2 separate regions of the Zea mays genome follow, and region 1 is linked to region 2. The links are chromatin contacts, called in public Hi-C maps. All regions are on one chromosome and are shown on one strand. Each heading gives the region's core, a stretch centred on a gene start, on an enhancer-like site or on the middle of the called end of the contact. The rest is flanking DNA. Distances are from core to core; before and after follow the strand shown. Region 1 holds the start of LOC100304314. Region 2 holds the start of LOC100283318 (xyloglucan endotransglucosylase/hydrolase protein 15).

Region 1 (4,104 bases), core at 1,307-3,806, 160 kb before region 2:
AGTAAACCGTTTTACCCTCCAGGCAGGCTGATCCAAAATCAATAACTTTCACTTCTGCAGCTGTTGTGACACTGTAAAATTCATCTTACACCATCAAGCTACAATGTTTTTTAAAGTAGTAGCCTAAAACTATAATGGAAAGTTCCAACGATCAAAAGGGTAACTCACCTGGGAGCTAACAGGATATTTTCTGGCTTCAAATCACAATGGATGATTCCAGCTTCTCTCATCACAACCATGGCATCCAATATCTAAAAGCATAAACAAACACAATTTGGTAATATAAAAGTAGATAATGGGCATTCATATGATACAGATATTTCACCTGTTTTGAGAAGGCTTGAACATATTTCAATTTCAGACCTCTTAAGTGATTCCTTTTGAGCAGTTCATATCTGAAATGGGAGCATGCAGTGTGAAAAAAAAACTAAGATGAAGCTGCTAGGCAAAAAAGTTTTAAGAATTCAGCTTACAGGTTTTGGCCAAGCATCTCAAAAGCTATACACAAATGGTTTTGAAATGACAGATAATCAAGCATACGGACAATGTTATGCTGATCATCAGGATCAAATTTCTGATTTAACTGCAAGTACATCCGCAATCTTAATAGTTAGTGACTTAGTGTACCTATTGAGCAAAACGAAGTTAAGTTTCTAATGAACTATCATACCGTTCTTAATAGTGAAACCTCCATGATAGCTTGATGGTAAAATGCAGGCTGGTTTTTTATCACCTTCACAGCAACATAGTCGTTAGTTTCTGTGTCCCAGCATTTAACTACTTGACCAAAAGTTCCCTGCCCAAGCATTTCCTTGACAATAAACCTAAGTACAATAATAACAAGGTACAGTTCAATATCATGAAACAAGCAAATATGGCACAGCTAAAACCAAGTAAAAAAAGAATAACCTTCTGTTCGACATCTTATTAACCAACTCCAAGTTGACATACAATATGAGATCCCAATTTGCATTGTCAAGCCCATCGTTGTGGGCTGGGGTAGAGGGATTCGTGAGGAAACGTTTTGGATTTAGAACCTCTGAGTACTTAAACTCGGGATCACATTGTAGATATGTCTGAATGATGCCTGCTGTTAATCTCGCAACAGACTGCATTATAAAAAGAGTCAGTGAACACTAGAGCATTAAAAGTAACAGAAGATAATATCACATGAAAGGAGAGTTTCTACAATAGAACAGAACATTACACATACACACAAGGAAGAAACCCATAACAATATGTCACAGGCAATTGCTGATTGATAGAAAGAAGGGTTTCTACAGAACAGAACATCAACATAAACATACACAAAAAGGAAGAAACACATAACAATATATCACAAGCAAGTGTTGTGAGATACTGGTTTGGTTGTATGATACTGGTTTGGTCTTGCTCAGATCCTCATCAAGTCTGAAAAGAGCTACCCAAAACACTCATTAACTGCACAATAGCGAAGGAATATGCTAAAGCAACTAGAGGTCAATACTACATCCTAGAACATTCTTACCAGATACACTAGTCAATGTTATTTAGCGTTAAAAATCTTTCGTTCTCAATTTGAAATCTCACTGCAATTGTATGCACTATGCAGTTTAATAATTTTACATGAAACCATAACACATGAGTCCATCGACGAATCAGATATTGTTCCACTCTTATGATCAGCCTATCGGTTTCAGTTAGACCAGGAAAAGGTTGAATAGAACCTATCCACAAGCAAGCACAAGCAACCAATCAAACAAGAACTTGACGTGACAGTCAAATGATCAGCCTATCGGTTTCAGTTGATCATCAATCAATGCTAGAGAAAAGGGAATTCAGCTACACTAACATGCTACTTCCTCATAATTCCCATGAATTTGATGGTGTCGAAGCAACACAGCTACTTCCTCATAATTCCCATGAATTTGATGATGCGGAAGCAACAGAGCAAGGGGTTGAGAACAAGCCATACCGGTTTCCGCCTGACCCCATGAAGGCTGCTGACGCGGGCAGCAGCCCCATTGGCGGAGGCCGACGGGGACGCCTCCGGCGGAGAAGCGGCCGCCGCAAAACGGCCGAACGCCGTGGAGTCGCTCGGCCTCCACGGCGGCGCCGCGTCCTCCCGCTTTCCGCAGCTGCCGCCACTCTCCTCCATACCCAATCAGCTAGATCACAGCTCTTGAAGCTCTTACTGAAGAGAACCTTCGCCTCCACCTCCAATCGCGACGATCACAGCATTCACGGGAGCAACCGAGCAGCGGCCGGAGGAATCCAGCTCCATCCTATGCGGCGGCGGCCATTCCAATGCTCCCTGATCCAACTCCTCTCCGGTCAATCGGAATTGGGGCAAGGACGGACGGCCAAGCCGGCGGGGATATCTACTACAGGTTGGACTGGACTGGACGCCGGATTTGGGATCCCTCTGTAGGATTAGGGATTTGGGATTGGGTCTGGACTCTGGAGGAGGACCGCCGCGTGCAAGAGAGAATCAACAACAGTCGCAGTCCAATCCAATCCCCTCGTCGATTTCTTCCTTCCTCGCCTCTCTCCGCCTGTATTTTCTTCTATTCTTTCCTTGCGGGCAAGATATACTTCCAGATTTAATTAGCTGTGAATCCCATTATTAAATAATTAACGAGACGATAATACGAGCCTGCGCCTATATACCTAGAAACTGTCATATTTTATATTTTTATTTATTCATTATTCCTACTGCTGACTGCGCCGTTCTGTCTCACTCTCAGCTGCGCCATGTGCCGTGCCGATGTGTCTCTCTGCGAGTCCCCCCACAAACCACCACCAAATGAATCCCACTGTATAATCCAATTTCAATTTTACAAAAATCATCCAACCAAATCATTCTCGTACCACAATCTCTACTAAATTTATAAAAACAAATTACATTGAAACTTAATACACCACTAAAATCAACGGTTCAAATCACTAGATAATCATTATATCTTATCTACTCAAATCCAACCTCTCCCTCACCCCTGTCCTTGCCGCCCCCTGTTGTTCACTGCCGCCACCAATGGCAACCTCTCATATTACATTGTTGCCGTCATCCCCTCCTCTCTATGGAACCGTACCGTTGCTAGGTTGCTAACAAATTATCTTATGTTATTCTCCCTTCATCTCAAAGTATATTACTTTTTAGCCCTTTATTTTTCATCCATATTGAAAGAAATCATAATGAATATATGCATACATACAACTATATTCATATGTTAATTAGTGAATATATGTTTAGTCTAAAATAAACTATATTATAAGAATGAGGGAGTATCTCGTTCTTTTCCAACGGTGTGTTCTATATCTCCTAATCTACATATTAAAGATATTTTTCTATATTAGATGTATATATTTTATCATATTATCGAATATCTATATACATTAGTGTCTTTAATCCGTGGTTTAAGCTCTGAAAATAGATGGATACTCTGTATAGAAGATGGAGCGGTGACGTTTCAGAGAACAGGGTTTACTTCTAACGGTCGGCAATATGCTGCGAGGTGGGAAACGGCGAGATGGGCGGCCCCGCGTGTCATAGACATGTAGCTCACGTGACGGAGGGTGGTGTGGTGTAGCGCCCAAGGGCCACGCAGAGTTGCGTGGAGCACACATGCCATTGACGTGTACCGTATGCCATTGGCTGCTCGAGCCAGGGACACATTCAGCGGGCGGAACTCGAGCCCGTACCGCTTCGATTTCGTACATTGTTTTGTTGACTGTATTTACTGGTAATTGCGGATGCAATGAGTTAGTGTTTGGTTGTTGTCAACTAGGTTCTACGCGTATGAGGTGTGTGTTTGGTTACCTGCGTGCAGATGTGGAGTCAGGCTCGCACGATACTTAAAGCACCCTAGGCCAGGCTCTCCAAGCGCGAGCAAATTGGTCGCATATCTGGAGCCAGGCTCCCGCCGGCCTGTCTCATGCAGCCAGACTACCGGGAGAAGCCAACCAAAGAAGCGGTAGAGTCACGGGCTCACTTAGGCCGTGTTTGGTATGGCTCTAGAGCAAAACTCCAAGGAGGAGCTGGCCAGAGCATGTCAAACACTCTAACTCCAGAGTTGTAAACTCTATGGAGTTTTTGAAGTTGCAGTACAATTTTTTGGAGCACCT
Region 2 (4,200 bases), core at 570-3,069:
GCCCTGTGCCGCGGACCGTCCGCGCCTGACCAGAGAGCACCGCCGCCGGTTCTTGTTGAGTGATTGGCGCCCGAAAAATGTGTCAACATAACCGAACAAGCTCTTAAGAAAGTTTTTTAGCCACAAAACCTTATCCGAAGATGTTGCATAGTGAAAAGGTTATGCGAAGTTGATCATAAAATTTGTTTAGTAAAAGCTAGGCTGAGAAGTTTGTTCTAAAAAGAGATGACACGCAAAGCTACAAGTGCCCGTAGTATCAAGGAACTTGCTCTGGTTTCCCGAGGAAAGGAAGGAACATTCATGTCTGGCCAGAATAAATCTCAACAAGCTGCTGGTGCTGCTTCATTGGCCAACCTCTGAAACTAAACTTGGGTAGTATAAACATAAACGATTGATTTTAAACGAATCTCTTGCGACCAATCAAATGAATTAAATTATAGTACTAGAGTATTCTTTCACACCAAAGAATCGATCGATCGGTATAAATAATGAATTGACCCGTGCGTCGTATATAGTGTGCACTGATCGACATCGCAATCGAAGTGCACCGTGGTTCAGCCCAGCACCTCTATACGCCGACTACGCCATGGAGCACTCAGGCGGCGCGCCCTGCGAGAAGCGCTTGGTGTCGGCGCAGTAATCGTAGACCATGTAGTTGTCCCGCGCCCACTTCATGGCCTGCTGCGCCTCCGCGTCCATCTGCTGCCCGTACTGGCCGGCCGCCGCCGTGGCCGGCGGCGCGGCCGTGAAGTTGCGGTACTGCGCCACGAAGGGGGCCCGCGACCAGTCCGTCTTGACGCGGCCGCCCTGCGTGGCCCAGTCCTCGGCGTCCCACAGCGAGCCGTAGAGGCGCATCCGCTGCGACGACGGGTACGGCACGCCCCGGTCCGCGTGGTTCTTGAACTCCCGGATCGGCGTCCCGTCCACCAGCACGCTGCATGCGACGGATAGTAGGGTAGCGAAGAAGAATGAGGATTATTGGCTGACTGATGCTGAGTCGCTGCTGATCGGCTTCGGCCAAATGCTGGAATGGTGATGGTAGTAGTAGTAGTTCTGAAACTTACAGGATGTGCTGCTGCGTCCACTGGATGGAGTAGGTGTGGAAGTCGGCGGTGGGGTCGAACCAGAGGTGGAACTGTTGCTCCCTGCTGCCGTTGCCGCTGGCGTACACGTTGGTGTGCAGCGTGTACGGCTGCCCGCTGGCGTTGCCCAGGAACTCGAGGTCGACCTCGTCGTGGACATCCCACGGCCCCTCCGAGATGAACTGCATGCACCCGTCGTCAGAAACCCGTTGGCAGCTGGTGGCGCTCTGGTCAGCTCGGACGTGCATGCGTTGCTGAACTGAAACTGGAAGGCCGAGAAAGAAGAGAAGAGAAGGAAGCTTACGTAGAAGGTGGTGACCGTGCCGGCGGAGTTGTCGGGGACGAGCTTGATCTGCACGTCGGCGCGCGCGAAGAGGTACGTGTCCTTGGAGCGGAACCCGGAGCCGGAGGTGCGGTCGAGCGACAGCGTCAGCACCTGGCCATCGGGCGAGACGCTCCCGCGGCCGTCGCCCCACGTCACCTCCAGCCCGTCGTCCACCCTGCCCGCCGCCGCGCCGGCGGTGCAGAGCCCCAGGAGCAGCGCCAGCAGCGCGCATGCCCTCGAGCTAAACGCGCTCGCCATTGCTCAAGCCTCGCTCGCACCGGCTCAGCCTTTTTTTTCAGTAAAAAAGTATATATGTATCTAAGGCAGGAATGTGTAGTATATTCCTGTGTGAGGTGAAGGGAAGGGTAGCACAGGCAGCCGAAGAGATGGATCGGAGATGGTGGTGATGGATGCTGATGAGATGGGGCACAAGGCTTATATAGAGTCCGCGCGGCGGGCAGGCAAGGAATGGCCGGGATGAGGACGGAAAGAATGAATCGATCGACGCGCTCATGCATGTAGATGTAGGACAGGGCAGAGCAGAGCAGAGCGCGGAGGCTGCTGAGGCGCATGTTCGCGTCTCGTTCCTGGAGTCCGGCTGGCGATGCGCGGACGACAGCGAGGCTGCTGTGCCTGCCTGTCGCCGTGCTGCTGTGCCTGTGCGGGTGCAGTGCAGCCGCGCGCGCGAGACGACGACGGTGGGGTCAGTCAGTGCATACGATGCGAGGGCGGCGACCGGTCCCGGTGCCGAACGCACGGGGGACATGAGTTCTTCGGAAAGGAGGGCCACGCGGGTTTTCTGAATCCCGGTCGTGTTCCTTTGGCCGCGTTGTACAGCTAGCTGACTGCCGGTGCCGGACGACCAGACAGCTCACAGCAGACGTCGCAGGAAGCAGCGGCGGCGGAAGCCGGGCCGGGCGCCCAACCAACCAACCAACCACCGGCTTGAATGCCGCGCGCGGCTGGCTGCCAACTGGAAGCCACGAGCATGACTTCACCCGTGGCCGTGGGGCGTGCCGTGGATGAGCCAACCAACGTGCAATGTGCCTCCTAGTACTAGTAGTCGGTTTGCTAGGAATTCTTGCTGCCGATATGCTCGTGTGGGCATCGGTTACAAACTGACCAATGCCTGTCCGCCACAGCAAGCATCATGCATCGAATCAGATCAGCACGAGATCGGGCGGTTCAGAGTGATAATTTGAACGTGAACAAATTACAATCTGTCAACTTGATTGAGTTTATAATTTCCTGGGGAATGCTCGTTCCTGCTTGTCATCTCTGAGCTCTCGTGGCCGTGGGGCACCGACCAGTTTACCACCGGCCCGCTCAACTGGCCACGCCGGTGAGGCGGTGACGGTTACCCAGAACTTCAACGCTGCCAGCTGCGTGGGTGGAGTCTTTTTGGGTTTGGACCTCTGGTCGTGATCGGCCGCGTTTCCTATTCCGGCCGCATGCTATGCTTTGGGCTTTTGGCCCGTATCGCAGGGTCGGCGCGTAGTCCAAGCCTTGGTAGGACCTGCGAAGCTACGAGCAGTGTACCATCTCCTTCCTTTTTCTCTTGTTTTTTTTCCCCACTCACCTACTCCACGAGCTAGAATGTGAATCAGAGGACGCGTGGCATGCTCCTAAACCTTGCATCTACAATAAAATGAAGCCACGATAACACCGGGTACATGTCCTATGAACAGCAAGAAGAAAAAAATCTATACCGTTTTGTCTCTCGGGAGCGTATATCTAGTTTTAGCTTCTACGAGTATTTTCGTCTTTTCTCATGGACATGTGGAAGGTTGGGTGATTGTCTCCTGCGGTCCAGCCAACCCTAATCATGCCAAATGCTTGAGGAGGAGTAGATATTAGTAGAGAGAGTTGAGTACCTCTCCAATTTCTTTTATGCAGCATTTTTCTCCCCCCTGCTATCTCTGGTTTTTTTCTTTTATTGTGATTAATGACCTATTTGGTGGATTTTTATTCTTCATTTTTGGCTGCGACTTGGGGGTGTGAGAAGACTTCTTATTCATCAATTGATTTAATGTCCTCAAGCTCTTTAGTTTTGGTTTCTCCAAACTTCCCATTTCATTGGGTTCCTGAATTTCTTTGAAATGTGTGCTATAATTTCGATATTTTGAGGTATTTTTCTTTTAAAAAAATAGACTGTCCATGGTTTTGTGAGTACGTGCCTCAAATTTTGTGCCTGTCAGATTTGATTTGTTTGGATTTGATATTTTTCATGGAAATCTGAACTACAACGTGTTCTGTATCGTTTCTGAAACTATGGCTCATAGTGACAACAGCTAGCCTGCTCTCCTTCAGATTTGCAGTCTAGTTAGCGGTGCCTTTCAGAGTCCGTGTGCTGTTGCTGTGAAGCTATCCAGTTCATTTGTTGGGTTCAGTAGACTCTGCAGCTTGATCATTTGTACCTTCAGTTCTCTTGAGCTCTGCATTTGTGCTTCCGCTCTGCTCTGAGTACTTGTGTTTCTACAGGGGAATAAATTGATAGCTGCACTCTTTTTTCTTTAGCGACAACATCAAGTAATTGATACCAACGGGAAGAAGCTATTTGTCTATGGGCCCTGTTCACTTTCAGCCCAATACGAAACCAACAATACGGAATCAATAACATATTTTACGCAGCCCAATACGAAACCAGCTATACTTGGCCTCGCGTACGATGTGCATTGCTTGTTGTTTAACCTTGTCAAGTCAGTCAGATCTGCTTAGCTAGTTAGCTCCGTCACCAAAGTCAAACAGTTCACTGTCAACTAAAAAAAGTAATTGGAGCAGCTTAGGGCTTGT

Evidence for each region. Hi-C and Micro-C count contacts between places; a contact is called where the count stands out from the background.
Region 1: a Hi-C map of bundle sheath shows a contact between it and region 2, with 1.9 times the contacts expected there. The contact joins the promoter of LOC100304314 here to the promoter of LOC100283318 in region 2. A contact is called at or near these places in 4 of 25 Hi-C or Micro-C datasets (bundle sheath, ear, leaf and 1 more).

What each region holds. Positions count from the first base shown.
Region 1 is chr2:12,501,042-12,505,145 of Zm-B73-REFERENCE-NAM-5.0, reverse strand. LOC100304314 reads right to left here and starts at 2,556. Exons shown (of 18, transcript NM_001361403.1): 1 at 1,955-2,556; 2 at 910-1,109; 3 at 671-824; 4 at 474-583; 5 at 326-395; 6 at 169-251; 7 at 1-71. The coding sequence starts at 2,137.
Region 2 is chr2:12,340,241-12,344,440 of Zm-B73-REFERENCE-NAM-5.0, reverse strand. It overlaps LOC100283318 (xyloglucan endotransglucosylase/hydrolase protein 15), which reads right to left and starts at 1,819. Exons shown (of 3, transcript NM_001156220.2): 1 at 1,387-1,819; 2 at 1,065-1,264; 3 at 358-934. The coding sequence starts at 1,665. The coding sequence ends at 580.